2 separate regions of the Mus musculus genome follow, and region 1 is linked to region 2. A link is a contact called in public ChIA-PET data. All regions are on one chromosome and are shown on one strand. Each heading gives the region's core, a stretch centred on a gene start, on an enhancer-like site or on the middle of the called end of the contact. The rest is flanking DNA. Distances are from core to core; before and after follow the strand shown. Region 1 overlaps Pcca (propionyl-Coenzyme A carboxylase, alpha polypeptide). Region 2 holds the start of Zic5 (zinc finger protein of the cerebellum 5).

Region 1 (6,548 bases), core at 2,190-4,689, 92 kb after region 2:
TTGGAACTGATGAGAAAGCATCATCCTCTGCTCCCATTCTCTTAAGTGAAGTAAGCGTGATTTCTGTCATCAGAAATGAACGGTACCAATTAATGTCATTATTTTGTGTGCTTTGGACTGAACCTTGCTCCTCATAAATGCTATGGGAGTACCCTAACCATGGAGTCGCACCCACAACTCCAATACACTTAATTCCTTAATGGCTAAAGAAACCATCTGATTTGAGCCTTATATGACAGATGTGTCAAAGGCACAGTGACAGCACCTTCCTGGGTAACCAACAGCTGTCTAACTGGACTCAAGGCCACTCAGTAGGAGGCTTCATGCCCAACACTGGGAACTTAGCTAGCTCCTTGCAGCTAGTGAGGACATGGGTCTGAGAGCAGAACCTTCTCTTGCAGTTTTCCTCACTGCATCCTTAGATCCTCATCCTCACAGAGAAGTACAGCTCCCACCCTCATCAAATGAAGTCCGTCAGACGGCCACACCTGGTCAGAATGTGGAGATCAGCTGCCCTGGGGGTATCAGCCCCCATCCAAGACCTCTACACCCAAGGCTTAGGTTGTACTAAGCCAGGAACAGAGGGCTGGGAGGAAAGAGACAGGAGGCAGGGGCATCTGTTGTGAAATAGTTAAAGAAAAAAGGACAAGCTTGGGAGGGAGGGGCTGGATTTGGGAGGAGCTGCAGGGAGAATTCAATCCACATATGGCATATGAAAATTTCAAAATATATATGTATATGTATATATATATACACACACATATATATGCATATATATGTGTATGTATGTATATCTATCTATCTATCTATCTATCTATCTATCTATCTATCTATCTATCTATCTATCTTCTCTGTGTGGCCCTGGCTGTCCAGTAAATCGCTCTGTAGATCAGGCTGGCCTGGAACTCAGAGATCCACCTGCCTCTGCCTCCTGAGTGCTTTAAGGATTAAAGGAGTGCACCACCATCCCTGGCTAAAATATCATTATTTTTAGAAGAGTCTGTTGGCATGCTGCTGCAGTAGACCAGTGTGTGGCTACAGTGTTAGAGCCACTCAGAATGCCAGCTCCTCTGTTGCATGGATGGAGCAGTAGGTGCTGCTGTTCACCCCATTGTGTTTGTGACCTAGCAGAGATGTGAGAAATGCCAGCTAGCTTTCACACCTAAGATGTGTATTTAGAGTTTAGGGCTGGCTGAAGCTAAATATTCAGGTTTTTTGGAGAAAGGACTATTATCTTTGTTATTAAGTTTGCTGTGACACTGAACTTTTTGTAGCTGTTCCACTGAGGGGCCGTAGAAGGTTGGCATTTTCAATTCTTTGAAAACTCATTTTCCATTTATTTAATTTTTTTATTAGTTCTTTGAAAGTCTAAATGGCTGAATTTTTATCTAAACATAGAGGGAATGGGTAGAGCCTCCTGATACACTACCCTTCCCCACCCAAATTATAACTTTGACTAGGCACCAATGTCATGGTGGAAGATGCTGTTGTTTCTATCTTTAAATTAAAAAACAAACTTTTCTAGCTCTCTGATCGTCAAAAGTTAGAAGCTGGTAGGACTCAACTTTCCAATGTGTAGGATTGGGGGTAATACAGAAGGGAAATGGAGTATGATCTTGGTATGTACTGTGGATATAATATACTTAATTTCATTTCCACTCAGTCAATCTTTTCTTGCTTCCTTTAACAAGCTGCCTTTTTCATGTCTCCTACTCTTGTTTCAAGTAGAGAATGCATTTTGCAGTCTGAGGTTTTATGTTTTTAAAAAGTATATGTGTTTAACTTCAGTTTAAAACATTTCTGTGAGATGCTCTGTTTCTCACATCAGTGTGTTTTTAGAATATTTTAGGAGATAGTAATAACTACCTCTTGTTCTTTGTGTTTTCCTGCTCTTCCTCTTTACCAGTAACTACTAGACAAGTTGGATTTTTTAAAGTTTCTTTTCTATTCCTATGTGTGCGAATGTGTGTGCATGTGCCATGACATGCAAGTCCTTGTCCATATAAAGTTAAGAGGACAGATTGCAGGACTTAGCTCTTTTCTTCCACCATGGGTTCCAGGGATCAAACTCATGTCTTCAGCATTGCACGGCAAGCACTTTATCCCCAGATCCATATACTGTCCCAACACATCCAGATACTGTCCCAACACATCGCCTTCTTAAAACTTGGTTATGCAACTTTTCTTGTTTTAACTTTCTGATTTAGCTTATGAGCTGTGACTTAAAAATGCATAAAGATAATATTTCTTCCTCCAAAAAATTCATTACTGGTAAACAAGGAATTAGATTTAATCAAATTTAACTTTTTTAAGTTTCAAAGGACATGTAGAAAGTAAAAAACAAATGTATAGAATAAAATCAAATAATTGTGGTTATATATACAATGGAGGTATGAGTCTAGAATATATCAAGAATCCTTATAACACAGCCGTGAAAGAAAATCCAGTTTGAGTCTGGTGGTGGTGATACACCCTTTTAATCCTAGAACTTGGGAGGCAGAGATAAGTGGATCTCTGAGTTTGAGGCCAGCCTGATCTACAGAGTAAGTTCCAGGATAGCCAAGGTTACATAGAGAAATAATATATATATATATATATATATATTTTTTTTTTTTAAAAAAAAAGAGAAATAATATATTGAGAAATTAAAAAAAGGAATTTGAACGACAGTTATAGAATGTAGACATTCCTATAAAGAGAGCATAAAATGACACATACACTTTTGAAAGACACTTGTACAAACACAGACATCCAGTTGGATAGGATGGTGTGTATCCTTCCTACCAGCACTTGGATCTCTGAGCGTTTGAGGTCAGCCTGGTCGACCTAGTTTCAGGTTAGCTAGAGCCTGTGCACAGTGAGCCCCTGTTTCAAAACCAAAGAACCAAAATTCAAACCTAAACCAATATTAAAGATATCCAGTTATAGGCATAGTCAGACCTCGTCCCGTGTTTGTTACAATTTTTATTACTCATTTTCTTAATGTCTTAAGGCATTTCTTCAGAAATAGTTAATAACATACTAGATGTGAACTTGATCATTTCGGACTTTTATCTATCAAATCCTTTTTGTGCCAGAAAAAAGTTATAACTCCTGACTTTTTTTTAAAATTTCAACAAATAAAAAAAGGGACATTTTTATTAGTTACTAGTCATTGTTAAAATTGAAAAATCCTTAAAGCCATCACTTTATTATTTATTTATTTGCTTACTAAGTACCTAGGGCCTTGGGAATGATAGACTGATCTCTGCCTCAGAAGCACACACCTCAGAAGCACACACACAAAGAAACGGTCCTCCGTTTAAATTCTGTAAATCCCTGAGGTTTGTGGCATTTCTGACCTTGCACTCTCAGTCACCCACCAGAGGCTGCCCGTGACGTGCCACCCCTCGCTCACTCGCTCTCTTCCTCTTTTGCCACACCTTTGGTTCTTCTTACATGCCAAGGGGACGTGTCTTCAGTTGAGGTTTCCTCTCCGTAACTAAGTTCCATTCTTAGCACTGTGTATATAGACTGAAACTCTTGGGTAGAAGCAAACTGGAAAAGAACCCCGAGAAAAGGTAAAACCCACAAGAGTCTAACTGCTTTCACTTTTGTTTTTCTTCTATTTTTAAATAGCATGCTCCAGTCTATTCATACCAATGCCTAGTGGTGTCCAGAAGTCTCAGTTCTGTGGAATATGAGCCTAAAGAAAAGGTAAGGATTTTAAAAATAAAAATAAAATCTCAATGGCCGAGGTGGACTGGTTTTATTTCTTGTTGCCACATGATGTTCAGTGGACTGATTGAATTGTAGTGATATTGTCATTATTTATTGCATTGGTGAAGTGTTGTAGGCTTCTTTTCTGTTTTCCTTCTTTAATATGTGCGTGCATGTGAGCATGTAAGCACGTGTGCATGTGCTCATGTCCTTGTGGAGGCCAGAGGATGATATCTGGGGTCCTGCTCTATCGTTCTCTGACTTAGTCCCTCAAGACAGGGTCTCTCACTGAACCTGCAATTGGGCCTGTAGCAAGCCCCAGGATCCTCGTGTCTCTCCCTCTTGCCATGCCTGGGTTATAGGCACTTGATTGGCCATGCCTAGGCATTATTGTGATTGTTAGAGATTTGAACTCCGATTCCCTTGTGCTCTTACCCAGTGAGTCATCACCCAGCCCCTGTATCACAGGTTTTAGAGAGGCTCAGTCTTTGTTCCATTTTTCATTTGTAGAGTACAACTTGAGTTTGGTAGTGTTTCTCATTAGCATCAAAGGTTTTTAGAATGTGGATTCAGGGCCTGGAGAGATGACTGTAGTGGTTAAGAGTTTGTTTCTCACCACCCACATCTGTCAGCTCGCAACTGCCTCTAACTACATTTCTAAAGGATTCGCCATGTTCTTGTGAGCTATTGAACTGGTTTATGTGTGTGAGGAGGCCTGACCTTCCTTATAATGACCTCCATTCTCGTGTGGGTTGGCTATCTCACTGCAGTGCAGGGGTGTAAGATGTAAATACCTTGGAAGGATTTCTTTTATGCCAGGTTCTCATGGCTGCTTAAGGGGAGGTATGACTCAGTTTCTGCCCCTGGAACATCGTCAGGCTGTTGATCCCCACATGTGCTAATGGTTGCTGCTTCCCTCAAGCTGATCTGCTATCTTTCCTACTTAATTTTCAATCTCTTTCTGGGGAATATATTTCCCCCATTACTCAGAGCTAACCACTCCATAATAAATGAAACAGATGCAGTTCTCAGGAATGAGGAATGGAGGTGGTCATGAGGCTGAGGAGGATGAGGAACAGGCCTTCTGCTTGGCTTTTAGGGCCATGGGAAAAAATCTAGACAACAAAACCACAAAGGCCACGGAAGCCTACATGGTCCTTTGTAGAAATTGTTCATTGTGAAACTTGGCCTTGAACTTGGAATTATGAGGACATACATGTACTCCCCTGTTCAATGACTGCTGTATTAAGTAACCAGTGTGAACTTGGGGACACCAGGGATAGAGAGCTAAAGTGGTCTCAAGAAGAAAAGGTACGGATAGGAAAAGAAGGAGTCTATAAAAAGTAAGCAAATGATAGGTGGGTTTATCTTATAGGAGGAAGGCTTATATACAATCTACAAACAAATAATATTAGAAGGAAAATATATCAAGCTATGGTGGTTTGAATATGCTTGGCCCAGGGAGTGGCACTATTAGAAGGTGTGGCCTTGTTCGAGTAGGGTTGGCCTTGTTGGAGGAAGTATGTCACTGTGGGGTGAGCTTTAAGATTCTGGTCCTAGCTGCCTGGAGGCCAGTATTATTCTGTCTGCCTTTGGATGAAGATGTAGAACTCGCAGCTCCTCTAGAGTCATGCCTGGCTGAACAGTCATGCTTCCTGCCGTGATAATAGACTGAACCTCAGAACCTGTGAGCTGTCCCCAATTGAATGTTGCCCTTTATAGGAGTTACCTTGGTCATGGTATCTCCTCACAGCAGTAAAACCCAAACTAAAACAGAGGCCATGGGATTGCTGGGATAGGAAACATTAAAAGATGATGTGTAAACATATAATAAGCTAGTACTTTATTTTCTAGTTAAGTGAAGGGTTGGAAGTGACAATGCCTACTTTACTTACATAAATTTTAAAACTTTGTAAGAAATTATTTCAGCCTTAGTAATCTCTCACTTTTCTGTACTTAAACCGTTACTAAAGATGGCTGCCTGCTCTTCCAGGAAACTGCAAGAGCTGTGTGTGCCCAGCTATCAGTGAAGATCAGGCTGTGTAAAATCATAAGGATTGTGCTTTTGCTTTGTGTTTAATTTCTGTTTTAAGGAGGCAGGGGTTAAGACTAATGACCTGGGGTTTATAAAATTTATGAATTAGAAAAAATTATTAACAGTGGTTAAAACCCTGATGATGTAGCTTTAGTGAATAAAAAACTGGGTTCAGTCTCTCTGGTTGGAAGAATGAAAAAGAATGAGAAGAAAGAAGGAAAAAGAATGGGAAAAAGGCAGAGAGGAGAAGGAGGAGAAATTATGAGAAGCTTTGGGCAGAGAAACAGCACTTGAACTGACAGTGTGTGTCCACTACAGACTTCGAATCATCGTTGAATCTGTGCCGTTCCCATCGCCCCCTTTCTCAGGACCCTCCTCACGACGAGGCTAGACTTTGGCTCTTCTCACACTGAGGCTGAACCTTGACCCTTCTAGTTTGCAGTTTCAGAGAGTTAAGTCTTTAGTCTTAGGGCTGCTAATTCTGTGTCTTTGATGTGGGTCTTTGGGTAGGTGGGTGGTAGGAATGTCTGGTGGAAGCTACTTACCTCTCAGTTGATAGAGAGCAGAGGGTCAGTGGGGTTCTGGGTGAACTCCAGCACTCAACGACAGGGCCCAACGACCTGCTTTCTTCAGTTAGGCTTTTCCAGAGCTTCCCCAAATAGTATCTCCTGGTAGAGCCACCCATTACTCAAGTCTTTTGTGGGGGTTACTTAGTGTCCAAAGTATAACAGTTTTCATTTTAACCTGTCATTGACTCCTTATTAAAATTAAATTAAATTTATTTGTATGTTTGTGTGAATGTGTAGATGTATGT
Region 2 (6,063 bases), core at 958-3,457:
CGGCAACGCGGCGGTCCAGCAAGGCCCGCGTCCCGTGGAAGAAGGGAGGTGCTACCGGGTGACGGTAGCCAAGGTTCCCTTCCCCAAGGCCCTCCGGACCTCCCGGGGCTCGGGGCGTGGGGACTGCGGACCGTCCTGAGTGCCTTGATGCTGCTGTTGCTGTTCCCGGCAGGGCGGCGGCGGCTGGAGCGCGTTGCGGGTCCCGGCCGAGGGGCTGCGGGCACGCTGGAGACTCCGCCGAAAGGGAGGCCAGCGCGGGGCCCGTGTGTGTTATTGAATTACTTATTCATAGAAAAAAAAAGGGGGGGGGAGGGAGAAGAAGAAAAAAAAAGAAGTCACATGTCCGGGTCATACGTCTGCGGAGAAGTAGCAGAAGGAGGGAAAAATGAAAGCGAACAGAAGGCGAGGCGGTGGCGGCGGCGGCCGGGGACAGACACCCACCTGTATGAGTGCGCTTGTGGATCTTGAGGTTCTCGGAGCGCGCGAAGACCTTGCCGCAGCCCGGGAACGGGCAGGGGAAGGGCTTCTCGCCGGTGTGCACGCGGATGTGGTTGATGAGCTTGTACTTGGCCTTGAAGGGCTTGCCCTCGCGCGGACAGTCCTCCCAAAAGCAGACGTGGCTGCTCTGTTCCGGGCCGCCCACGTGCTCCACTGTGACGTGGTTCACCAGCTCGTGCATGGTGCCGAAAGTTTTGGAGCAGGGCTTGACGCCGCTGTCCGCGGACGCCGGCGGACCGGCCAGCTCCTCTGGGTCCAGCCACTTGCAGATGAGCTCCCGCTTGATTGGCTGCCGCATGTAGCGCAGGAAGGCCCCGGCCGCCCCCGGGAGGTGGGGGTGGTGCGGGTGCGGCGCGGGCGCCGGCGGTGGCGCCGGGGGCGGCGCGTGGTGTTGCAGGTGGGGCCCGGGCCCCGCGGCCGCTGCGGCCGCCGCTGCCGCAGCCAGGTTCAGGTTTAAGTTCACGGCTCCGTAGCCGTGCAGGGCGGCGGCCGCGGCGGCCGCCACCGCCCCATAGTGCGCGTCCCCTGAGCGCGGAGCGAAGGGTGGTTCGGCGCGGCCGTAAAGCTCGGCCGCAGCCGCCGCGGCGGCCGCCAGCCCAAGGCGCATCTGGCCGTTTAGCGGGTGGCCACCGGGAGCCCCGGGAGAGTCGTGCAGCGCGGGAAAGAGCGCGGAGCCGCCGCCGTCCCGGCCCGCGTAGGTGCCGCTGGCCGAGATGAACATCCCGGCCGGGTGGGGAGGTGGGGTCGGGTGCTGGGGGGAGCTGCTGCCGGACCGCTGCTCCCCTCCGAGCGGGGCCCCGTGCATGGCCGCCGCGGGGGCCGTGGCGGAAAGGTCCCTCCGGAGGACGAAGTCCCTGCTGTGGCCTTTGCCGCTGCTGCTGCCGCCGCCACTGTTGGTGGCAGTGTAGCCCGAGAGGGCAGGAGGAGGAGGAGGCGGGGGAGGGGGAGAGGAGGACTGGGAGGGAGGAAGAGGAGGGGCTGGAGGCGGGGGCGCCGAGGCCTGCGCGCCACTGCTGCCCCCGCCGTCGGGGTGGGTGCGGGCGCCTGGGTGAGTCCCTGAGGCCACGGAGCGGGCGGCTGGTGCGGGAACCTGGGACAGCCCGGGGAGCCCCTGGGAAGGAGGACAGGGGCCCTGCCCGCTGGCCTGTGCCATGTGCTCGGGTCCGAGCGCAGTGCTGGCTACGCCGGGGTCAGTGCCTAGGTCCCGCGGGTGGAGGTGCATGGCGACCGCGCGGCGTTGGGAGTGGGCGGGCGGGCCGACCAGCACCGGGAAGCCTGTCATATTCTGAAGCTGTTGGGCCTGAGCCGTTGCCAAATCCGCTAATCTCAGCGCTGGCGGGTTCCTCTTGCTCAAAGGGGGCTCCATCATAACTATACAATCAGGCCCATGGACCCTCACTGGGGGGACTTTTTCCCCCTCTGCCCGCCTTCAAAAACATGTATATATTAGGGGCTCTTTAACTTCTTGTGTCCGGGCCTCCTAGCTGCTTATTCTTGTCCCCACTCTATCCTCCAGCGATTGGCAGAGTGAACACCACATTTGAGCTGCACAGTGGGACCGAGTTTTTGGAAATGGCACGGGTGGGATTGGAGGGAGCCGTGTGATTGGCAGCTGCCTCGGCTGCGCGATTGGCTCTGGTTCAGGCTCTGGGCCCAGCGGGAAACCGCCCCCGTGTACCACACCGCCTGTGCTTTCACTTCGTGCCCCCTCTTCCCCTGGAGCTCTGCATCCCGGCTTCCCCTGAGATGCCTAAGTTTCCCTTGCAGAAAGTTTGCACTTGGCCGCCGGGCTCAGTCCCCTTCGAATGCCAGTCTCCGGGTCGACCTGCCTGGCGCAGAGCGTCTGCTAGCTCCGTGCCAAAGTGGACGGGAATGAGAGAGGTCATGGGACCTCCCCACCAGGGGTAAAGCGAGGGGGCAGGGGTTGGGGGGGGGGGTGGTGGAAGAAGATGAAGAACTCACTTGAACTCTTTCTACTTCTTCTCTTGGATAATCTCTGGATGCATCTGCACTGAATGACCATCGCATTTGTAGCGGTGCCAAAAACTTATCAAATGGACTCTGTCTGTCCCTGGGCCCACGTGGAGTGCAGACTGTAGGTGTAATAAGGACAATTATTAAACTATATTGGTCACAAAACAATTTGATGGAGCGCGGCAAACTACCAAAGTCAAAATAATATATAATAAATCTTTCCCCAAAGGAACAGTCTTGCTTAGACTTTTTAGCTCATGGATTCGACATGGTTCAGAGGACCTAACCTCACACTACGAGTGGGTTCTAGATCTGCTACTCCCAATTAGAGCTCACGGAGGAGGAGGTGGGCGGGGTGGGGTGCGGTTCGAACTTTTGCCTCTCAGAGAGATACAGTGTCAGGGAAGGCCCAATGGCTACTCTCCTAAGTGTAAGCCTTTAAATAGGAGATGTCTTTTTAAGCAAAATTCCTCCTTGCCCAGAACGCATGCCACATATGTGCCTCGGTTTCTCTGAAAGGACCACAAGCTAGAATAGACCAAATACAATAGTTAAAAAATAAGTATCTAGTCTTTATTTATTAATAAAATAAACTTCCTCCTTAAACTGAAATGCCATGCTTGAAAATCATTTAAAAACTAGGATCCTATGGCCCAGGTTTTTGAATGCTGTCCCTGAGACCTCATTGATTCGGAATTTCAATCTCCCAAAGTGTCCTCTGTTGTTTAAAAATAAAATATTCTTAATCTTGTGATGTTCTAAAATGCTCAAATTCGAGCAAAAATATTTTTGCTACCTTCAATTAAATTATAAAGTAGCAATAGGAGTCGGATGTGACCCCATACACATCTGGAGGTGGAGTATGGGGTGAGTGGAAGGGGGGGGACAGGAACGCAAGATACCATACTTAAGCTTAATTCATTTGCAGTACGAAAGATCAACCACCCCCAAAGCTGTCATCAGATCATAGTCCTCAAAAGAAATAAGTATTATTTCAAAAGAGTTGATTTGCGAGTGCCATTGACATCGGTGTGAGCCATCTGCAGAAAGTAGTCTCCCTATGAACCTTGGGAATGCCATTTCTCTTATAAAGCTGACAAGCAAACAAAGACAATCATGCCATCACATTCCAAATGCCTTTTTCTTTTATTGTAAGTGAAGTTAAAATCTAGGGAAAATGCAAAGGGCATAAGTAGAAAGACACACACACACACACACACACACACACACACACACACACGCAGTGTCAGTGATCAAATCCACATCTATATTTGGGAAGGAGAATTCTTTGATGATAACTTGTTTGGGAGATTTAAACATCTCGAGCCAGACATAGGAAGGTTGGTGGAGCACAGTACCATCTGCATAGATAGTATATAAAGGGAGTGTCATGTTGGGAATTACTACCACTGTCTTCGTTTCCTTGAAGGACATTTCAAATGATTTTCCTTTATTCCAACCTCTTGGCAATGAACATCCATGTCAGCAGTAATGGCAGTTCTGAGTTCACTCCTGCAGGTTATCAGCAAAAACAAAACAAACCCAAAAAGTGAATAAAGAAAATAAGTGCAACCTAGTTTATAATATAGACCATTTGAGCAATTTTATTGTGCAATAAAATGGGTACCTTCAGCCCCTTCAAAATAGCTTTTTGTCAAAATTATAACTGCTTTGTTTTATTGAATTGCTGAAATGTAATGGCTTAATGGGTGGAGGCATGAAGGAAAGGCTGTAAAAAATGTGAATAATGCTACAGCAGGGCTGTGTGGAATCTGGAACCCGCCTCCTTGTACAACTCTTGTTAAACACAGCATGATATGTATCTGTCATCGATTTAATATGTCTTAATTCAAATATAGCTCCCTAATCAATTTCTTTTTATGGGAGCCTTAAAAAGAAAGAAAAGAAAGAAAGAAATTACTTTCTTAGAAAATAACAGAGATTTGGGTGGGTGACTAGAAAGGGAATATTTACAAAGTGAGTTGAATGAATATTCAAATTCATGACCAAACCCAGACCCTAAAAAGATAATTGACTCAGGTAAATCGACTTGAGATGCTAATTCTTAAAAGAAAGGGCTGGGGAGCAAAATTTCAATCACCACCAATAAGGCGCCAATAAACCGCCTGCCAATTAAACCTGAGAATAGGCCTAGCTACTTGGTCATCAGGAAGGCTCACTGTGGATTTCCGGAATTGCCTTGCTTTATAAAAGGGCTTTTTATTTTGTAGACGCCCTTTTTGTTATTGTGATGACCTGCCTGACCCCAGGTGCGCTGTTTCTTTTTCCAGCTGTTTGGGAGCCAGCCGAAACGCACTTAAATCCCGACTTTCTAAGGACACGATAACTGTCTTAGACACTTCCTAAAAAAACAACAATTTCCAGAGCGTTGAAGTGAATAATGTACTGGTTTCCAAAGCAGGGAGTGATAGATGTATTCATGCAAATTCTGTCCTTTTCTGTGGAACTAGCCTATTCTGATGGTGGAACTGGTCTTTAGGACCACTTTCCCAAACCTGTGCCCTAATCTGCACTTTGTGCTGTAGAGGCCCTTGTATGAAGGCAGAGCAAACCTTGGAAATATCGGTGCTGGAGGCAACAAGAGCTTTGGGGCCCGTGGATTTACAGACCTCACGTTTGCTCTAGGAACCCCAACATCTTTTCAGCTCCCCAAACAAAGACGCGGGGAGGTGGAAGGCACAGACAATCCCCAGTTGGCTAGAACCCGATAGCCACGCTGCTGCTTAGCTTCCTAAAGGCCACAGAACTTGGTGCTCGGGGATTCTGAGGCTGGCTTCCCGCTGTCGGGAGGGAGGGCTGTGTCTCCCAGTTCCAGGTGCTGTCCGTGCCTCACTTAACACAGTCAAGTTTCCTACGATGGGTGTGGGCAATTAATAAGCTCTAAGGGAAGTGAATTGGACATTTCCTGGCTTTTGAGCCTTTGTTTGATTGTTTCTCCAAGAGGGCGGGCGGTGGGGGGGGGGGAGACATTTGGGGGACGGGGGTGAACAAGAAAGGAACTGGGGAGACCCACCGAGATGCCTTTTTTATTGCCCTTGCAATTGCTTTACAACTCGCCAGTCCCGCGTGGTTTCTGAGAAGCGGCCTCCTTGCGGAAGGGCTAAGTGCCGGTTGGATTTGTAAAGTCTAAGGCCCTTCAGGTTAAGCCCGAGACGGGTTCAAGGGCGAACGGGGCACACATGGAGGACAGTAGAAACTGGGCGGGAGTGCCCAGGGGTGCTTAAGCCACGCAGGGTGGAAATTGCTGTGAGACACTAGGGATGGTAGTGATAGTCCACCAAGATTTTTCTACAAGCTGGAGCCAGCAAGGCAAACGGACCAGCAAATCTTCGTTTTAGCGGAGCTCTGTCCAGGCAGGAAGAGATGACGACTGTGGGTTCCAGGGATTTTACTACATCACATCCAAGACAGGAAGGTCTGGATGGAGTCAGCAAAGTCTAAAGTCAACTCTTCTGGACACGCTCGCCCCATCCTTTTCCGACAGGGGCCAGATTCTTCACTCTGGCGTCCTCGCGACTGAGATTAATCTGGCACGGGGGCTACGATTGGGCTCAGAGACCTTGGTGCTCA

The links. ChIA-PET counts read pairs in DNA pulled down with a chosen protein or histone mark.
Region 1: a contact with region 2 is called in an RNA polymerase II ChIA-PET map of effector CD8 T cells, with 8 read pairs. The contact joins the enhancer-like site here to the promoter of Zic5 in region 2. A contact is called at or near these places in 6 of 115 datasets of contacts at active chromatin or transcription factors (effector CD8 T cells, embryonic stem cells, memory CD8 T cells and 1 more) and 2 of 9 other capture datasets (adipose tissue and liver).

The regions. Positions count from the first base shown.
Region 1 is chr14:122,554,097-122,560,644 of GRCm38.p6, forward strand. It overlaps Pcca (propionyl-Coenzyme A carboxylase, alpha polypeptide), which reads left to right. Exons shown (of 24, transcript NM_144844.2): 2 at 3,619-3,696. Among named protein-coding and RNA genes, the nearest start is that of Pcca, 23 kb to the left of the region's middle. Within about 2 kb of position 3,440, at least 82 of the 459 cell types and tissues checked have an H3K27ac peak or open chromatin away from gene starts, as enhancers often do. A contact at or near this core is called in effector CD8 T cells and memory CD8 T cells, where this site is marked.
Region 2 is chr14:122,463,451-122,469,513 of GRCm38.p6, forward strand. Zic5 (zinc finger protein of the cerebellum 5) reads right to left here and starts at 2,208. Exons shown (of 2, transcript NM_022987.3): 1 at 442-2,208. The coding sequence starts at 1,867.